Linked DNA regions of Gossypium arboreum: region 2 is linked to region 1. The links are chromatin contacts, called in public Hi-C maps. All regions are on one chromosome and are shown on one strand. Each heading gives the region's core, a stretch centred on a gene start, on an enhancer-like site or on the middle of the called end of the contact. The rest is flanking DNA. Distances are from core to core; before and after follow the strand shown. Region 1 holds the start of LOC108488625 (protein JINGUBANG-like). Region 2 overlaps LOC108487453 (disease resistance protein SUMM2-like).

Region 1 (5,557 bases), core at 1,103-3,602:
TAAACAAAGTAAGCTATAAAGCTTAGTAAGCTCGTATACCATAAACTTAATTCAATCTCAAGATTATAAATCAACAATTTGAATATATCAACATTTAGCATATATTAGCTAACAAATCTTTCATATACGCAATTATGATATTAATCACATTCTTTACAAGTTTCTTCACACCAAAGCTTATAAATGTCACGTACGTACCTGTACCATCTCATATCATTCTCATACTCAATCACATCTTTCATTTACCTGATGAACCATTTGGAATAGAAGTCGGATACTCAAGAGTCTCGCACACTAAGTACCTATACCATGGCTCGAAGCCAAATCATGGTAGCTTATATCTGAAATATTGATATCATGGCCCGAAGCCAAATCGGTATAACTCGCACCCGAAGTGCTAATATCATGGCCCGAAGCCAACTCGATGTATCCTCTAATGACATGTCACTAGTATCCTAAGCTATTCCTAAGGTCCAACTAGGGTTTTGAATGTTAAATCATCATCAAATCACTATCGATCATATCCATATTCTTGTATTCACAATTTATGCAATATCAAAGCATATGAAATACATTTGTATCAAAACTTATAATATACGAACTTACATCGGATGTAAAAACGACGAAACAGGCCAATTAGTCGATAACTTTAGTTTTCCCTCGATCTAGATCCGAATTTCACTTTTCTTGATCTAATTGCAGGAATTTGTCTTAGCCGAATGAAGAACCCTAAAATTTTTCCTTTCTTCCCTTCAATTCACAACAAATAAGAAGATGGACACTAACTTTGCTTTTTGTTTTATTTATTTTAAGTTTATTATGCTAATTACTATTTTAACCTTAATGAAAAACCATTAATATCATCCAAATGATGTCTATCTATGTCCACTTATAATTCAAATGGTCTATTTACGACATAAGGACCTCTAATTTAAAATTCCTTAACTATTTAACACCTTTAACTTATAGAACCTTAATTTTGCACCTTACGTGATTTAGTCCTTTTTACCGAATTGAGCATTCAAAGAATAAAATTTCTTAACGAAATTTCCACGCAAACTTATTATCATGTTGTAGACATTAAAATAATAATAATAAAATAAATATTTTGACTTCAAATTTGTGGTCCCGAAACCACAGTTCCGATTTGACTAAAAACGGGCTGTTACACCAGGCCCCTGCCAGCCCCCTATATCCGCCTCTAATACTAGGATCAACCCTAAGCTTACTCCTAAATTTTTCTGGACCGATTCTCTTCCAAGTTTTATGACCAATATTACATTTATAAATCACAATTTTAGTATCAAGATCATCCAACTCCACCATCTTTATCAAAACTCAACATACTGTAGATGAAACTCATATATTAGTTTTTTTTTAAGAAACTCTAGGAAATAATTTATTGGGTTTTATTAAACAGCATAAATGTTATTGTGACAAAAAAATATTATGAATTTAAGTGTAGAGGTGTTCATGGGCCGGGTTCGGGCCGGGCTCAACTAAAAAATCATACCCATTTATTGGGCTAGAGCCGGGCCCAAAAAATGGGCTTAAAATTTTGCCCAAGCCCGACCTGGATAAAAATACTAAAACCTGAGCCCGGCCCGGCCCGGCCGTATTAATTTTTTATATTATTTTATATTATTTTTAAATATATATAATACATCAAAAATACTAAAAATATCAAAATAAAAATTTCCCAACAAATTGAAAATAAATTTTGAAAAATATGTAGACTTAAATAACACTAAGATAAATGCAACTTAACAAGAAAATGCTTCTAAAATAATAAAAATTTAACAAATGCCTTTAAAATAATAAGAAAATTAATAATAAAATAAATTTTATACAATATCCAAACAATAACAACAAAATAATAGCAACATAATAGTAAAATGGTAGCAAAATATGGAGAAAACAACAAGAAAATAACATTCAAAAATAAAAAAAATATGCAGATTTTTTTGTCCTTTAGTGAATTCGGGCTGGGGCCGGGCCCGAGCTAAAAATACCTTACCCGAGGCCTGGCCCATTTTTTAAACGGGTCTTATTTTTTTATCCAAGCCCATTTTTCGGGCTTATATTTTTACCCAAACCCTCCTACATTTCGGGCTGGCCTTCGGGCCGGGTCGGATAGCCCAGCCCATGTATACCTCTATTTAAGTGTGTTTAATTATATATTTTTTCGAATTTAAGGGTTTGTAGAATTTGAATAGAAGTCTTATATTATTTAAGGAAAAATCTGTATGATTTATGTTTTCCAGAAGTTTAGTTGGAAATGTCATTAATACAATATAATATGTAACATTGCCTACATGTTCGAGACAGTACTAGCATTTGTTTTTGCGACAGATTTGATGACCATTCTTTCACATCATGAAATCACCGCTACTAAATGTATTTTCTTTGCATTTAGACAGCCATAAGGTCCACACAACAGAAATCATTTACAAAGCTCTTTCAATTGCATTGCACTGGAGAGAGAGAGAAGGCCTCAATGGACTCCCCAACTCACCTCCGAACTGCTCATCTTTTGCAATAAGAGAAACAACTCATCACAAAAAGATGGCCTCATTAGACCCTTCAAACTCTCCCCCAAACCACTCTTTTGCACTAAGAGACGCCACAGGTCAATGCTTCTTGAGAAGCCTCTCCACCAAAGAAGCCTCTTTCAATGGTTTCCATTGCTCCCCACCTCGTTACAGCACTCCTTCTCTGCACACTTCTCCTTTATCCTCACCTCTCCGCACTTTCAACCCCAATCCTTCAAACCACACCATCAGCCTTGATGCTTCCTATAAATGCCTATCTTCGGTCCTTAAAAAAGATGGCCAGATTTTATCCATAGCTATCTCGAATGGGATCATTTACACTGGCTCCGATACAAACTTGATACGTATTTGGAAGTTGCCTGAGTTTTCAGAGTGTGGAGTGTTAAAGACTAAAGCATCCACGGTTGTTGCTCTTGCGGTATCCCATGAAAGGGTTTTTGCAGCCTATGGTGATACCAAGATTCGGGTGTGGCGAAGAACATGGGATGGTACACTGAAGCATATCAAGTTGGCAACAATACCCCGGACCAGTGGCTATGTCCGGAGCTACATTTCCAGTAAAGATAAAATGGTAATGTCCTAAAGCTAGCTGTTCATCTTGCTCTATGCATTTATGATATTTATTTGTTTTAGCAATTTTAAGCTAAGTTGCTTTTACTCTGACGTCGAACACGTTTGTGTAATACTTTGGGAATGGATTTGAGCCTTCAGAGACCCTCCAAGCACATAGAAATCTTATAAAATTCGAATATATTCGTGTAAGAGCCATACCCGTGTCCAAGATGCATTCGAATTCTACTAAAGTAGAATTGTTGTGGGGGTAACTGACCGGTGAGTTTTGGTTGAAAATGGGGAACATGGCTAATAATGAACATGAAGGGTTCTTTATGATAGGGAGAGTGAATGCTTAGCATGCATATGGGGGAGCAGAGAAAGTAAATGGGGTCCCTTTAAATTCAACTCTCAACTACTATCTGCCTAAGTTGATTTTAGAAATATCAAGCTTTCTGCATTAAATGTGATGCACTGAAATTTCCAATCTAAAGTTTCTTTTCTTCCTATAAACATGTAATGTGATGGGCATACTGCATAAAATTGAATAATGAATTGGAAAAGAGTGCTCATTGATCTTATATGTGAACGTTGTTAGGAACTTTGATTGACCGAGAAAAGGAAGAATGATATGGAAAAAGAAGGGCGAAGGGGGAGGGGATATCATGTCACAGTTCACACCTTTGACACACAATTTATTGTCTATAGATATTGGTTATCTTCTTTATGACCTTAAATTGCACTAACTTTCTGAAAATTTGGTTAAGTTATTATAGCAAGTAATATTAGGTTAGGGCATTTCACTGATGAAAATTGTAGTCACCAACTAATTTATACTGCAAAAACAGACATCGTTGACAATTCTCTCACTATATAAATGTTCACAGAGAGATATGGTTGGGAAGATTGAAAAGAAAATCAGCTAGCTTTCAAGTTTCAATCTATGCTTGCTTCGATTTTTTATTTTCTTTTTAATTATTCGTGTTTGACACTTATGTTCAAAGATGGATATGGTGAGTTCTTAAATAAGGAAATTACAGTTGCATGAGTAATTAATGTATGAACGGTTCCAGAAATTGATATTTTGCTCCCTCCCTTTACTGTTTATAGCATTTGTGATTTTTACATAATTTAGGTATACTTTGTATATGATTTTATTACAAATTTGACAGACATTGATCAATTGGTTTGCAGACGAGGCATATGGGGCCAATAACATCACTGGCAATCAATATATCAGATAACATCCTATACTCAGCATCTGTTGATAAAACCGTGAAAGTTTGGAGAATATCAGACTTCAAATGCATTGAGAACATCCCTGCACATTCCGAACCCATCAACGCCGTCGTGGTGGCCGACGATGGAATACTCTACACAGCCTCTGATGACGCCACCGTCAGAGTTTGGCGGCGCAATTTTTGCCGAGGTGCATGGCCACATTCACTCATGGTAACCTTACCAGCCAAATGCTCACCCGTCAAAACTCTAACACTAACCGCAGACGGGGGAGTCTTATACGGTGGCTGCACCGACGGGTATGTACATTACTGGCTGAAAGGCTGGGCATCGGGCCAACTGCAATACGGTGGTGCGCTCCAAGGTCACACTCATGCAGTCATGTGTTTAGCCAGTGTGTCTAACTATGTAATCAGTGGGTCAGCAGACTCATCTAGCAGGGTGTGGAGCAGGGAACATGATGGTCAACATGTATGTCTAGCCGTTTTGGTTGGGCACAGGGGACCCATCAGATGTGTGACAGCATTTTTGGGACATGCAGGGGAGGAGGTTGAAGATGGTTGCACCATCTGCACCGGGAGCCTTGATGGAGTTCTCAAGGTGTGGCGTGTAAGTCGTACAAAAAGTGGCAGTGGAGGATTTGTAAAAAATGATTATTTTGAGTTAGATGAGGGAGTTTAAATCATTTGGTTGGGTTCCCACTATCGTACAGTGTAATTGTTAATCATATATATGACTCCTGCAATTTTGTCTGTCTAGTTTATACCCACAAAAATATTTTATACCAGTAATTATATTTATAACTCAAATTTGAATGAATGTGGAACACCGATTAACTTAGGTAAAAAAAAAAAAGGTAAAGATTTGTTTGATTAAATTTTGGGTAAAAATATGATTAAGGTAGAATATTTTGATAATTAAATCTAATCTTTAATTTTTAATACTTAATTTTTAATTTAGCAAAATAATCTTAATTAAAATTAAATCGAAAATAATTGCACCCATCTGAATTTATTCCATAGGTTTGGTTCATTGTTTTAAACTTGAAAAATAGCTTTTTTTTTTCATTTTATTAATGATGTCTTAGCAAAAATTAACTTCTAAACTTTTAAGGCTCGAATATGAGTTTTATCATATACAATTGTAATGTGTGGTCTCCCTCTCACTTAATGATTTTTGTCCAATTCTTCATTTATTGTTTATGGTTCGAACTT
Region 2 (5,557 bases), core at 1,246-3,745, 33 kb before region 1:
CTACTATAAAGCAAAAGCAAAAGCAAAAGGTAAAATGCAGTATTATAGTTGATTTATAAATGGATAAATGATTAAAATGTAGGATCAGTTAACTAAATCAGTTAAATTCTTCAGATTTAAGAGACAAATGGAAACCTACATTTTCAAATGCATTTTCAACCAATCTCATTGCTTCAAAAACCCATTTTTTTTCAAAGGCAGAGCTTTAAAAACAAACAGTTGAAAGAAAGAAAATCCACCATTGGTGGTGTTACCTTCGGGTTGGCAGTCAAGAAGCAACAATGGTGATTGGTGAACGATGATGGGTCAGTGGTGACCGGAGTTGTTAACGATGATGGTGGTGGTCGGTGGGTGTTGGGCTAGAGAAGGATTTAGAGGTGTTAATCGGGAAAAGAGAAAGAAACGGGAAAAAGAGGGATTTATCCTTGAAAGCACGAAAGAATAATGCAATCCCTTAGTGAAAGCAAAGAATTTAGTACTAACGTTGTTACCTCTTGAGTGGATTAAAATCGTGTAAATTTTCCGTTAAAACATGCTAATAATTTCTCTCTGCTCCTAAATCGATAAGATCTAGAAAATTTCTAGGAATGGGTTGAAAATCAATTGATTTTCCACAAGTATTTTGTTAAGAAATAGTTGAATCAAACAAGAAGCATATAATAAGAAGCAGGAGGAATGAAGATGTTAAATACCTTGACGAAGAAGAAGCAAGAAGATGAAGAACGGCACAAAGGGGGAATGAAAAAAGCAGCCCTAAGAAGAGAAGATATGGAAAAGCTAAGGAAAAAAATGAAATATTTATTAAAGAATAAGACATAAGAACTAGGAGGAGAAAGTACCTGGACAGATGAAGAAGAAGGAATATGCAAGACGATGAAAGCGACCAAGGGGAGCTTTTAGAAAATGTCTTACTGGAAAAAAATCGTAAGTCATTTTCCCCAAAAGCATCCCATTTTACCCGTGTTTCTGAAAATGTTTTACCGTGTAAAATATTTTCAAGCAACCAAACAGTGTAAAATGAGAAAAATATTTTCCGGAAAATCATATACAGGCAAACAAACGCACCCTAATATTGAAAAGCGAATGATAGAAGAGGAGTTTAGACTACATACATCTATTTAAATGTTGAAAAACCTTATTCTAATTAATGTCAAATAGAAGAAGTGTAGTTCTATACGGTCTTGACCTTAAGCCCTATAAAGATCCCCTTGTTTTGTTACCATATTTTATTTTTTTAATAAGGATCTAGATCATATTTTATTTTATTTAATAAAGATCTGGGTCATACAACTCTAACAATTATACTATAAAATAATATCTAAATTTGATAAAGTTATAGCTTTCATTTAAAAGAATATACATTAACCATTAGAAAAGTTAGATAGTGATGATATTATATAGAGAATTTATAATCAAAATAAAATTTTAATTCCATGATCTAAATAATTTAGTTAAATGAATGATTCAGCATTGTGCAATTTGGGAGAAATAAAGCTTAGAAAGTAATTTCATGCCACAAATGTTATTCCATTTTTCTAATAGATTAATTACAGAGGTAGTAACAACTTGTCAAAAGAGGGTGTTAATCCATTTCTACTATTTTTTTTTCTAACAGAGCAATTATAGAGGTAGTAAAAATTTGTCTAAGCTGCAGCTGCAACTGGTTATTGCGCAATTATGCATATGTAAAGGATATCAATAGTAATCGGAATAAGCTTAAGGAGGCCAAAAAAATGCTGGTTGATAAAAAGCGGGATATTGAAAGCGATACTGATAGTTCACGCAGGTCGGATGAATTGAATACCTTGCTTCGAAATGTGGCGACAAGAATAGACGAAATTGGAAGAGTGGAGAAACAACCTGTCACATACTTGTGCGGATTATGTCCATTTCGTCACTTGTATAAGCTTGGAAAAAGTATTGTGAAGAACACAAATGAGGCAACTTCTCTGTACAATGAGCTGAGAGAGTACAATGAGCTGAGAAACATACGCAGAATGCCAACACCAACTCGTCAACGTCAAAATCACAAGTGCGTGTGGGAAAATCAAGAAACAATAGTTATGCATTCATCACTCAAAGAGAAAGTGGAAGAACTGCTAGGATGGTTAAAAGATAGTAGATCGAAGAGAATTTGCATAATGGGACCCGCTGGGATAGGGAAAACAACATTGATGAAAACTGTGCGTGACATAGTAAAAAAATCTTGTGATTTTGGGTTTGACCACATCTTTTATCTGTCTGCCACTGAAACAACAGAAAGCAAACAAAAAAATATTTGGGATCTTTTAGGCAAAGGAAGGAATGAAGACACCCATCATCGAGAAAGAGAAACTGTGATATCTGAGGAGCTACGGACAAAAAAATATTTGTTGTTTCTTGATGACGTTTTGTCGGAGGTTAATCTCAAGGAAGTTGGGATTCATTCTGACCATGAATATGGAAGAATAGTGTTCGCATGCAGAGACAAATATACTGGTCACACTGATATCGATATGACACTTAAGCCGTTGTCCCCGGAGGACGCAACAATGCTCTTCTGGAAAGCAGTGGGTTCGGAAAGGATGAAAGGACCAGATGCAAAAAAAATTATTGGATTGTGTGGTGGCATGCCGCCTATACTCAATTTAATAGGCAGATGTCTACGAGGAAAGGACGACCCTAAACGGTGGCGGGATGTGAAGCGTCAACTGCAATGTCCTAATATGCAAGGATGGGAGGAATTTCAAGAATATTACAACTTCCTCAAAATTGTTTATAAGGAGCTTCCTACTGATGAGTATAAGGATTGTTTACTTTACTGGGCAATTTTCCCTCTAGATGAAAATATCAATGGAGATCATATAATTGAGTGCTGGTCAACAGAGCAGTTTTTGGAACCTGAAAGGCTGTGTGAAGCACGTGATAGAGGGTATACCATACTGGATGATTTTGTGGACAAATTTCTGCTGCAAAAAGGAGAAACGTCGGAACACTTCAAGATGTTTTTGTGGTTCCAGAAGGCAGCATTGAAGATCGCAAATGAAGAAAAAAGTGAACGTGTCTTTGTTGAAAATGGTAAAAGTATTAAAGAACTTGAATGGATACATGGAAATAGAGTCCTATTCGCTCGTACGGACCTGTCCTTGCTGCCAAAAAAGCCAGAATGTAGAGGGATGGTAACACTGTTACTTCATGAAAATAACACCAGCCACTTACCGGAGCAATTCTTTGCACGCATGCGTGACCTTAAACTTCTGGGCTTACAGGAAACAAAAATCAGAGAACTTCCTTCATCCATAACCAGATTAAGACATCTCAAAGGGCTCTTCCTATACAACTGCCATCTGTTAGTACAGCTTCCTCGGGAGATAAGGGCTCTCAAAAATCTCCAAATCCTTGTTGTACATCATGCTGGGATCTATTCTTTGCCAAGTGAGATTGGACAATTGGGAAATCTAAAATGTTTAAGAATTATATTCAAAGAAGCTGCCCAGCAAAACCAGGCCACAGCAGAAAGTAGTATGGGCGTTAAGTGTCTCAACTGCAAAAGAGAAAACACTAAAGGAAAGATAATTCCTTGTAAAGTTATTGAAAAGCTTTCTAAGCTAGAAGAGTCGAGTATTCATGTCAGCCCTATTGACAAAACCTGGCAAGAAAACGCTGATGTAATTGGAAGTGAAATCACGGAGCTGAAAGAACTGACGCATCTTCAGTTCTACTTCACCAACATGAAGTCTTTTGTATGGTTCACCCGGAACAGTAAATCATGGAATGCAAATGACGAAAAATCAAATGACAAAAAATCAAATGACAAAAAATTCAGATCTTTCAATATCTCTATTGGTCAAGACGATAGTTCGGCGTCTACAGTCTTTGAATTCTCAGCTGAAGAGAATCTCAAGTTTTCTGGAGGAAACGGATTCCCGGAGGCTGTTTTTGAGGTGCTTAAACGAGCAATTTCATTTGAGCTGATTGGTCACACCACAGCTTGCAACTTAACAGACAACCTTCCTGCTGATGCATTCAAAGAGCTGAAGAAGCTGAAGGTTTTCACGGTTGAAGAATGTACTGAAATGAAGAGCATCATAACCGGTGACGCCAATCTTACAGGAAATTCAATTTCAGCATCTGGTATTGAAAAGAGCTTGGCAATAGCATTCGAATGCCTGGAAGAGCTGCATGTAAGGAAGCTACCAAAATTGGAGAGTATCTGGCAGGGAGAGATATCATCGGAGAGCTTTAAGGCGCTCACTACTCTGACATTAAAAGAATGTGATAGTATAACAATACTTTTCAAGCTTGAGATGGTTCGTCAACTCTCGCAGCTAAAAAATCTTCAAGTTGAGGACTGTAGAGGGATTCAAGAGATTATTGAAACAAATCTTCAAGTTGAGGACTGTAGAGAGATTGAAGCCGAAGGTCCAGTTGCATCAACGTCCTTTACAAGTTTGAAGAATTTCCAACTATGTGGCTTGACAAGCTTATCTTCAATCTGTGATGCCTCGTTAGAATGGCCTTCTTTGGAGACAATACTGGTCAAGGAATGTGAAGATCTAAAAAGCCTTCCACATATCTTGCCAAATGCTTCCAAACTGACAGAAATTCAATGCGCTGAAGCTTGGTGGGAGCAACAGGATTGGCCAGAAGGAGCCCAAGGGCGTTTCAGCAACCTTCACCCTCAGCTGAATCATTAACTTCAGCAACCTTGGCCTTGATGCTAGATCAGTTGCAACAAAATGGAAGAAGCAAAAACTGCACTTTTTGGTGCATCACCCAGCTAAATAATTGAGCATGGCATAGATATTTTATGTATTTTATTTCAGAGCTACAAAGGGCTACATCTTTAGGTCGGTATCCTTCTAAATAATTGAGTTTGTGGTGCTTACTTTTATTTTATCAGATCCATCGTTGTTTAACTGTTTTTGAGTCTTCTTGTGGTACTTGATACCCTAAATCAAGGCTATTTATTATTATTAAAAAGGTGGTTTATAGTTGGTTAGGTTAGCTATAATTTGCCATCCACATCTTGTGAAGAAGATTTTCCCTGCTTTATGGTAAAAAATTTTATGTTTTTGACCTTCTCATTGGAATCCAGGGAACAACTAGAAAAGCTTGGATATATATTTAACTCTTAAAAAGCTATGGCTAACGTTAGAAAAGCTTTCTTGCTAACCCAAAATAAACTTGATATATACCTGTCTCTCTTGCCAATCATAGGAACAGGGATTGAAGTTTCATTATGATGGAATACTTTATTTGCTCTCCTACGTGCGCCGAATAATCTCCTTTTTCTAAGCGTTCAGATTTATCGTAATCTCTTGCAAAACTATATTTAATCATACATGCATGTAAATACGTACAAGTATTTGCCATTCGGTTGACAAACTTTAGCCTGACTTAGTGAGTGGCTATGCCCTTTTTTTTTTTTTTTTCTCTTGTCCTGTTTCCTTTGTTTCCACTGCGCAGCTTCATTCTCATCTTTTTTTTTGTACTTTTTATTCTTCTGTTATTACAGCCAGTCAGGCTTGGATGAAGCTGAATTCGCAAAATTCCACCCCCCTGTGAAACGTAGTCA

Evidence for each region. Hi-C and Micro-C count contacts between places; a contact is called where the count stands out from the background.
Region 2: a contact with region 1 is called in a Hi-C map of leaf, with 2.5 times the contacts expected there. The contact joins the enhancer-like site here to the promoter of LOC108488625 in region 1. A contact is called at or near these places in 2 of 5 Hi-C or Micro-C datasets (both in leaf).

Annotation. Positions count from the first base shown.
Region 1 is chr10:36,073,438-36,078,994 of ASM2569848v2, reverse strand. LOC108488625 (protein JINGUBANG-like) reads left to right here and starts at 2,352. Exons shown (of 2, transcript XM_017792915.2): 1 at 2,352-3,123; 2 at 4,299-5,152. The coding sequence starts at 2,377. The coding sequence ends at 5,024.
Region 2 is chr10:36,106,644-36,112,200 of ASM2569848v2, reverse strand. All of the region lies in intron 2 of LOC108487453 (disease resistance protein SUMM2-like), which reads left to right. Among protein-coding and RNA genes, the nearest start is that of LOC108487453, 9.3 kb to the left of the region's middle. Within about 2 kb of position 2,495, at least 2 of the 2 cell types and tissues checked have an H3K27ac peak or open chromatin away from gene starts, as enhancers often do. A contact at or near this core is called in leaf, where this site is marked.